Linked DNA regions of Sus scrofa: region 1 is linked to region 2. The links are chromatin contacts, called in public HiChIP or PLAC-seq maps. All regions are on one chromosome and are shown on one strand. The core of a region is the stretch at or near the end of the contact, and the rest is flanking DNA. Distances in the headings are between cores, read along the strand shown.

Region 1 (3,359 bases), core at 847-3,346, 130 kb after region 2:
CAAAGCCAGCAGGTGGCAGAGCCAGGTCTCAAACTCAGGTCCTTAGGCTTGGACTCTTCGGCTCTCTCTACCACACCTTCTGTCTCAAAGGATCCTGGACATATATCCGTCAGCCCAAACCAACCTGAGCCTTTACCAGGGTGAAGCGAACCTGGTGAGCTATTCCAGCCAACGCAGACCAGGAAAATCATACAAAAGGCAAACACAGAGGTCGCAGACTGAACTGAACCCAATGACATTAGACTGCTTTGTACCAATGGCCTCCCTGCCTCCATCTCCCCCGCCAGGGCCATGGCAACACTCTGTTCCAGGGCAAAAGAAGGGAACTGATGTGTTGTACCGGCTGGGTACTTCCTAGGGGCTACTCAATCTCCAACCCTGTTGCTTCCACCTCACAGAAGAAGCAATCTGAGGTTCAAGGTCACTCTGAACTAGATTAAGAGCCACAGCGGGACATCTCCCTTCCTAGCTCAAGTTCTTTCTACACACACTCAGGGCTTGTCTAGAGAATCCTGGAGCTGAAAGCTCCCAGTTTACCCTTTTCCTCTCATGCTCCCCCTCCCTCTGGCCTCCCAGCTGGTCCTCACATGTTCAGCCACTCTCCGGGCACCCACACGTCTCCCCAGCCCCTTATCTGAGTCTCACTTAAGTCTTCTCTGTCCACCCTAGGGTTCCTTCTCTTTTCCCTCATGGCATTTTTCACCACGACATATATATATATATATATATATATATCTCTGTATTCCTTCCCCCACTGGAATGTCAGCTCCCTAACAACAGGGAGTTTATTTACCTTGCTCCTGGCTGCACCCCTAATAGTGTGTCTGACACAAAAGACACGCGTGTTTTGAACAGTCACTGACGCCAACAAGGTGCTAGATGCTGAAGTCACAGAAACAAAGGAGACAACTTCTGACCCCACAGAACGCATTAACAGACGATAATAAAAACTAAGTATTCAATTATAACTAAATACTGCAAGTGGAATTCAGGTCCCAGAGGGCCTCACCCATGCAAGGGTCAGAGAAGGTTTCTGGAAAAAGAGACATCAAATCTAGGTCTGGGAGTTCCCCTCCTAGCGCAGCAGAAACGAATCGCAAAAGGAATCATAAGGTTGAGGGTTTGATCCCTGGCCTCGCTCAACCGGTGAGCTGTGGTGTAGGTCGCAGAGGCGGCTCAGATCCGGCCTTGCTGTGGCTCTGGCATAGGCCAGTAGGCCAGCGGCTGCAGCTCTGAATAGACCCCTAGCCTGGGAACCTCTATATGCCAAGGGTGCGGCCCTAAAAAGACAATAAAAAAAAAAAAAAATCTGAGGTCTGAAGGAGTAGCCCTTGGTTGGGTGAAGGTGAAAGGGGTAGTGAAGGCAGAGAGTGCAGCCTGAATCCTGTGACTACACTGGAAGGCAGTGAATTGTGCACTTTAAGCGGGTGAATCGTATGCTGTGTAAAAACAAATCAAAAGAAAGGTTAGTCCTAAGGTCTTAGGGGTTTCAGCCACGGAGTGACCTGATCTGCTGGGCAGAGGGTAAATCAAAACGTGAAGGTGACTCCAGGTAAGCGCGCTCACCGGGTGCTGCGGACACACGGGCCATGGAGGCCCATGTCTGCTTTGAAAAACGGGCAAAGCGAAGCCCTCGCGGAGGCGCCTGCGGGACGGGAACGTCCCTGGGCTTCCCGTGCTTCCCCCACCCCCCCCGCCCGCCCCGCGCCCCGACGCCCCACGCCACCCCGCGCCGCCGCGTCCTGGGGCCTCCTCGCTCCTCCGAGCCGCCCCCGCGAGGCCTGCGGCGCGTCCAGGAGCCGCGCTCCGGAGAACACGGCCCTCCCCAGGAATGAGACGCTCGGGGAGACAAAGGGAGCGGCGCTAGGACTTCCACAGGCCGCACCAGGCCGAGGACGCCCGAAGCTCCCATCCCCAACCTTTCCCCGCAGCCCAGGGGACTCCAGCCCCCGCGCGGACGCCCTCGCTCCCGCCCTCCGCCGGCGCCGCGCGGCTCACCCGCCTCCACCGGGAAACCTCAGCCTGGGACGCGGCGGACGCGGCGGCTATGAGTGCGCCTGCGCCCGGGACAGCCGAAGCACCGCCCACCCCCGGCCACTGTGCGCTGAGCGCCCTCTACCGGCCGCGCGAGATACTTGATGAAGGACCCGTGCTGGATGCCCCATGCCCAATCCAAGCCCACCCTGTTGAAAAAAAAAGCAAAACAAAAAACTGTCCCACTAACAAGCTTCTTTGCCTTGAACACCCACTCTTCCTTTTGGCATTTGCTACCAGAGATAAGCCCTGAAGGCAGGCTCTCCCCATTTTCCTGAATATGAACTGCTGCTAAAATATGAGGGGTGTTGAAGATCTGTGCAAAGCCTTGCAGGAGGACGGCTTCTAAACCACTCGTGTTGATGACAGGAATTATATTTGGATGGGAATCTGCATTTTGAGTCATTTCGTCAAATTACAGCCCCATAACACCTGTCAAAAGAATAAATATGACAGTAATAGGCATGCTTCCTTTCAGACCCGTGTATAATTATAATTGAGGGAAAGAATACAGAATTTAAACTCACAGCTACTGCCAGTATCATTCTTTGAAAATGGAATAATGCTGTTTTATTAAATAGGCTCTCCCCGCTCTCTAATGTTTAGAGCTAAAGTGCTTCTCTGAATTGATTTAAATACAAGTTTTATATCGTGAAAGAAATAAAGATGAGTCTTTATCTTAAGACAAACCCCCTGTTCAATGATGCTGCTGATCTCTCAGCTGATGCTAAAAGGGAGTTAGGTTGTTAGTGGATAATACTGCTTCTGTTCACTTCTCTCTTCTCTAGGGCTTTTTTAACCTGTTTATAATGAAAAGGCTGATTTCCTTACACAGACTCCATGTGTAGCTGGTTTAACAAGAACTTTCTGTTTTTCCTTGTTTTCTTTTTTCCTTCTTCTCTTCTTTCTAAGGAATGCATTGCTTCCTGTTGGAACCTGGGAATCTACTCTTCTCCCTTCAGGATAAGAGAAGGAGGGGATATTTCTTAACAAAAGGAGTTTCTTAAGGGTTCTCTCTTTTTTTTTTTCCTAATATCCTTTAGAGTTTCCTTCCTTCCTCTGACCCTCCCCCCCCTCCTTCCTCTCTCTCTCTTTTTTTTTTTTTGGCTTTTTTTTTTAGGACTGCACCCACAGCATATGGAGGTTCCCAGCATATGGAGGTCCAATCGGAGCTACTGCTGCCAGCCTACACCACAGCCACAGCAACTCGGGATCCGAGCTGCATCTGCAACCTACACCACAGCTCACGGCAAGGCCAGATCCTTAAGCCACTGAGCAAGTCCAGGGATGGAACCCTCAACCTCATGGTTCCCAGTCAGATTCAT
Region 2 (3,199 bases), core at 166-2,665:
AGTTCTAGGATGTCCGAGACTTCCCTGCTCCCCATTCTAAAGCCCAGAAACACGGGAGAGAAGAGAGGAGAGGAAGGAGAGAAGAGAGGCAGGAATTCATAGAGAAGCTCCAGGACATATTGCACCCAAGGGCGGCATAACCTCCACCATGAGCTTTTTTACTGGCAAAACATTTCTTTCTACATGATTTTTTTTAGGCCATGCCTGCAGCATGTGCGAGCTCCTGGGCCACAGATTGAACCTGTGCCACAGCAGTGACAGTGCTGGAGTCTCAACCTGCTGAGCTACCAGGGAACTCCAATGTAATTATTTTTTTACATGAGGAACAGCATTTTTTTCCCCCAGGGGCACACCTGTGGCATATGGAAGTTCCCAGGCTAGGGGCTGAATCAGAGTTGCAGCTGCCTTCCTACGCCACAGCCACACAACATGGAATCCGAGCCATACCCATGACCTACACCGCAGGTCATGGCAATCCCAGATACTTAACCCACTTGGCAAGGCCAGGGATCGAACCCACGTCCTCACAGATATTAAGTAGGGTTCTTTTTTTTTTGTCTTTTGTCTTTATTGTCTTTTGTTGTTGTTGTTGCTATTTCTTGGGCCGCTCCCGCTGCATATGGAGGTTCCCAGGCTAGGGGTCCAATCGGAGCTGTAGCCACCAGCCTACGCCAGAGCCACAGCAACGCAGGATCCGAGCCACGTCTGCAACCTACACCACAGCTCACGGCAACGCCGGATCGTTAACCCACTGAGCAAGGGCAGGGATCGAACCCACAACCTCATGGTTCCTAGTCGGATTCGTTAACCACTGCGCCACGACGGGAACTCCTAAGTAGGGTTCTTTACCTCTGAGCCACAGCGGGAATTCTGAGGAACAGAATTTTAAAGGGGATGACTTTTAAACCTTTTTCAGACCCTAAGTAGCCTCATATGGCTTGGGCTGCCACTAGTGAGCTCTATGTGTGTGTGTGACCTCAGGCATGACCCTTCAACTCTCTGAGCCTGAGTTTCCCTGTGCAGAAAATGGGTACCACCAGGCCTTCACAGCACTACCACCACTCCACACACAGGCAGAGCCCGGCCCTATGGGCCCTGCCAAGTGGCCCTGCTGTTTTCTAGTCACTTCTGGCCAAGCTCAGGAGAACCCTCTTGGACGGTGGGGCCTAGGAGCTTGCTGCGGTGTCCGTGTGCTGGGATCTCTGTAGGCGCCCTACCTGAACCTCTAGGAACTATCTGGTCTCCGGGGGGAGCCACAGGTCAGTGGAGAGAAAGGGCACTGGGGGAGGAGCACCCACGTCCCTCCCCAGAGCCACCCTCCGCCCTCATCCTAAGCACCCTACCTTTCTCCCTAAACCCACTTCCTCCTGCTCCTGGCTCCTCCCCATTGACTGACTGCCAAGTGGCTTTGCTTTCTATTTCTCTGTTAACTCCTCCCCGGTGCAGAGGCCGGGGCGTGCAGAGCGGCAGGCAGTGGTCACAGAGGCGGTGGAGCGATGGCCTTCAGCGGCGCCCAGGCTCCCTACATGAACCCGGTGAGTTCCGGGGCTGCAGGGGGCCTCAGTGGGGGGAGGTCAGCGCTGGGTCTCTGAGGAAAGAGCTCTTGCAGGCGGTGGAGGGTGGAAGAGGCATCGCAAAGGGCACAAGAAGGGCAGAAGTGCCAGATGGGGCGACCCTGACACAACATCTGCCCCACGCCTGTCTCCCCAGCACCTGTCAGGGCTGGAGGGGGCGAGCCAGCATCATGAGGATGTGTGAATCCCAGCGGTTCCTGAGCCCCCTCCGTAGAACACCTGCGCCGTTCTTTGTGCTTTGGGTGGTGGGGAGAAGGGCATAAGTAGTCACTACAAGAGCAATGATGTGTGGAGTTCCCACTGCGGCTCAGGGGGTTAAGAACCCAACTGGTTTTCATGAGGATGCGGGTTGGATCCATGGCCTCGCTCAGTTGGTTAAGGCTTCAGCGTTGCTGCAAGCTGCGGGTAGGTCCAGATCTGGCGTTGCTGTGGCTGTGGTGTAGGCTGGCAGCTGCAGCTCGGATTGGGCCCCTAGCCTGGGAACTTCCATATGCCACAGGGGCAGCCCTAAAAAACCACCACCAACAACAAAGAGTGATGGTGTGTTTGTATGAAAGAAGAGGTAAACGGAGCTTCTGGGGAGGACAACAACCCAGCATGGCAGCTGGGGGCACTTACTCCCTGGGCTCAGCCATTAATTAGCTGAGTCACCTCAAAGAAGTTACCTTACCTCTCTAGGCCTGTTTCCTCGGGGGGCGGGGGGGGATGCTCCTTGAGCCATCGCCCAGGCTGGGGTAAGGTTTAAGTGGGGAGTGCTTAGAGAGAGCTTGAACCCCGTCAGGCCCCCTGTGGATGCTAGAAGCCTGTAGCATCCTTAGGAGCCTGGGGGCAGCAGGGAGGGCCTCCTGGGGGAGGTGTCTGCTCCCCAAGGAGTGAGTCCACTAGGCAGGAGCAGGTCAAGGGTGTCTCCAGAGGGACCATCTCAGGAGTAAGCGGGGAGCCGGGCTGTCCCTGGTGTGTGGGGTGCAAAGGGCCGCCTCTGCGCCTTTTCACCGCCTGTGTGGAGGCCCCGTCAGGGAAGACGCGTTTGAACCCTGAGAACTTTATCATCCCCACGCCATATACCGAACTGAGACTCAGGGAGGCTGAGGCCACTTGCCAAGTGTCCCCAGAAGACATGGCCAAGAAGGGAGGTGCCTTGATTCCCACCCTGCCCCCCAGAAGAGGGAGGGGCCCACGGAGAGCACTGGGGAGGCGGCGGCACGCAGCCCCCCGCCCAGGTTTCCGTATCCTGGTCCCTGCCCCCCATCCTGCTGTAGGATCCTCTCCCAGCTCCCAGCAAGGGCTTCCCCAGAGGCCCTGCAGAGCCTGGGCTGACGGAGCCCTTCCCAGGTGAGGGTGGGGACAGCAGGTGCTGGAGGGCCCGTGCTGCTGGGGCGCCACACTCAAGCCCACCTCTGCAGGGGCCCCAGCTGGGCCTGTTGGTGCCTCCACCGTGGTCTCGAGGTCAGAACATGTCACCTCAGGCTCCTTCTCCATTAGATGGGGGACCCATCCACCCCACATGGCCGCCCTCTCCAGGGTCACCTCTTGACCTCCAGTACCCGGAACCGTGCTTCCTCCAAAGTGTGGCAGGAAGGTCACGAGCAGCCATTCTGCTGAGGAGCAGACACCACGAGGACCTG

Evidence for each region. HiChIP or PLAC-seq counts read pairs in DNA pulled down with a chosen protein or histone mark.
Region 1: a contact with region 2 is called in an H3K27ac HiChIP or PLAC-seq map of alveolar macrophages. The contact joins the promoter of LYRM9 here to the promoter of LGALS9 in region 2. A contact is called at or near these places in 5 of 47 Hi-C or Micro-C datasets (embryonic fibroblasts, heart right ventricle, mesenteric adipose tissue and 2 more) and 1 of 2 datasets of contacts at active chromatin or transcription factors (alveolar macrophages).

The regions. Positions count from the first base shown.
Region 1 is chr12:44,287,591-44,290,949 of Sscrofa11.1, forward strand. LYRM9 (LYR motif-containing protein 9) reads right to left here and starts at 2,097. Exons shown (of 4, transcript XM_003358165.4): 1 at 1,999-2,097.
Region 2 is chr12:44,153,775-44,156,973 of Sscrofa11.1, forward strand. It overlaps LGALS9 (galectin 9), which reads left to right and starts at 1,416. Exons shown (of 11, transcript NM_213932.2): 1 at 1,416-1,535. The coding sequence starts at 1,497.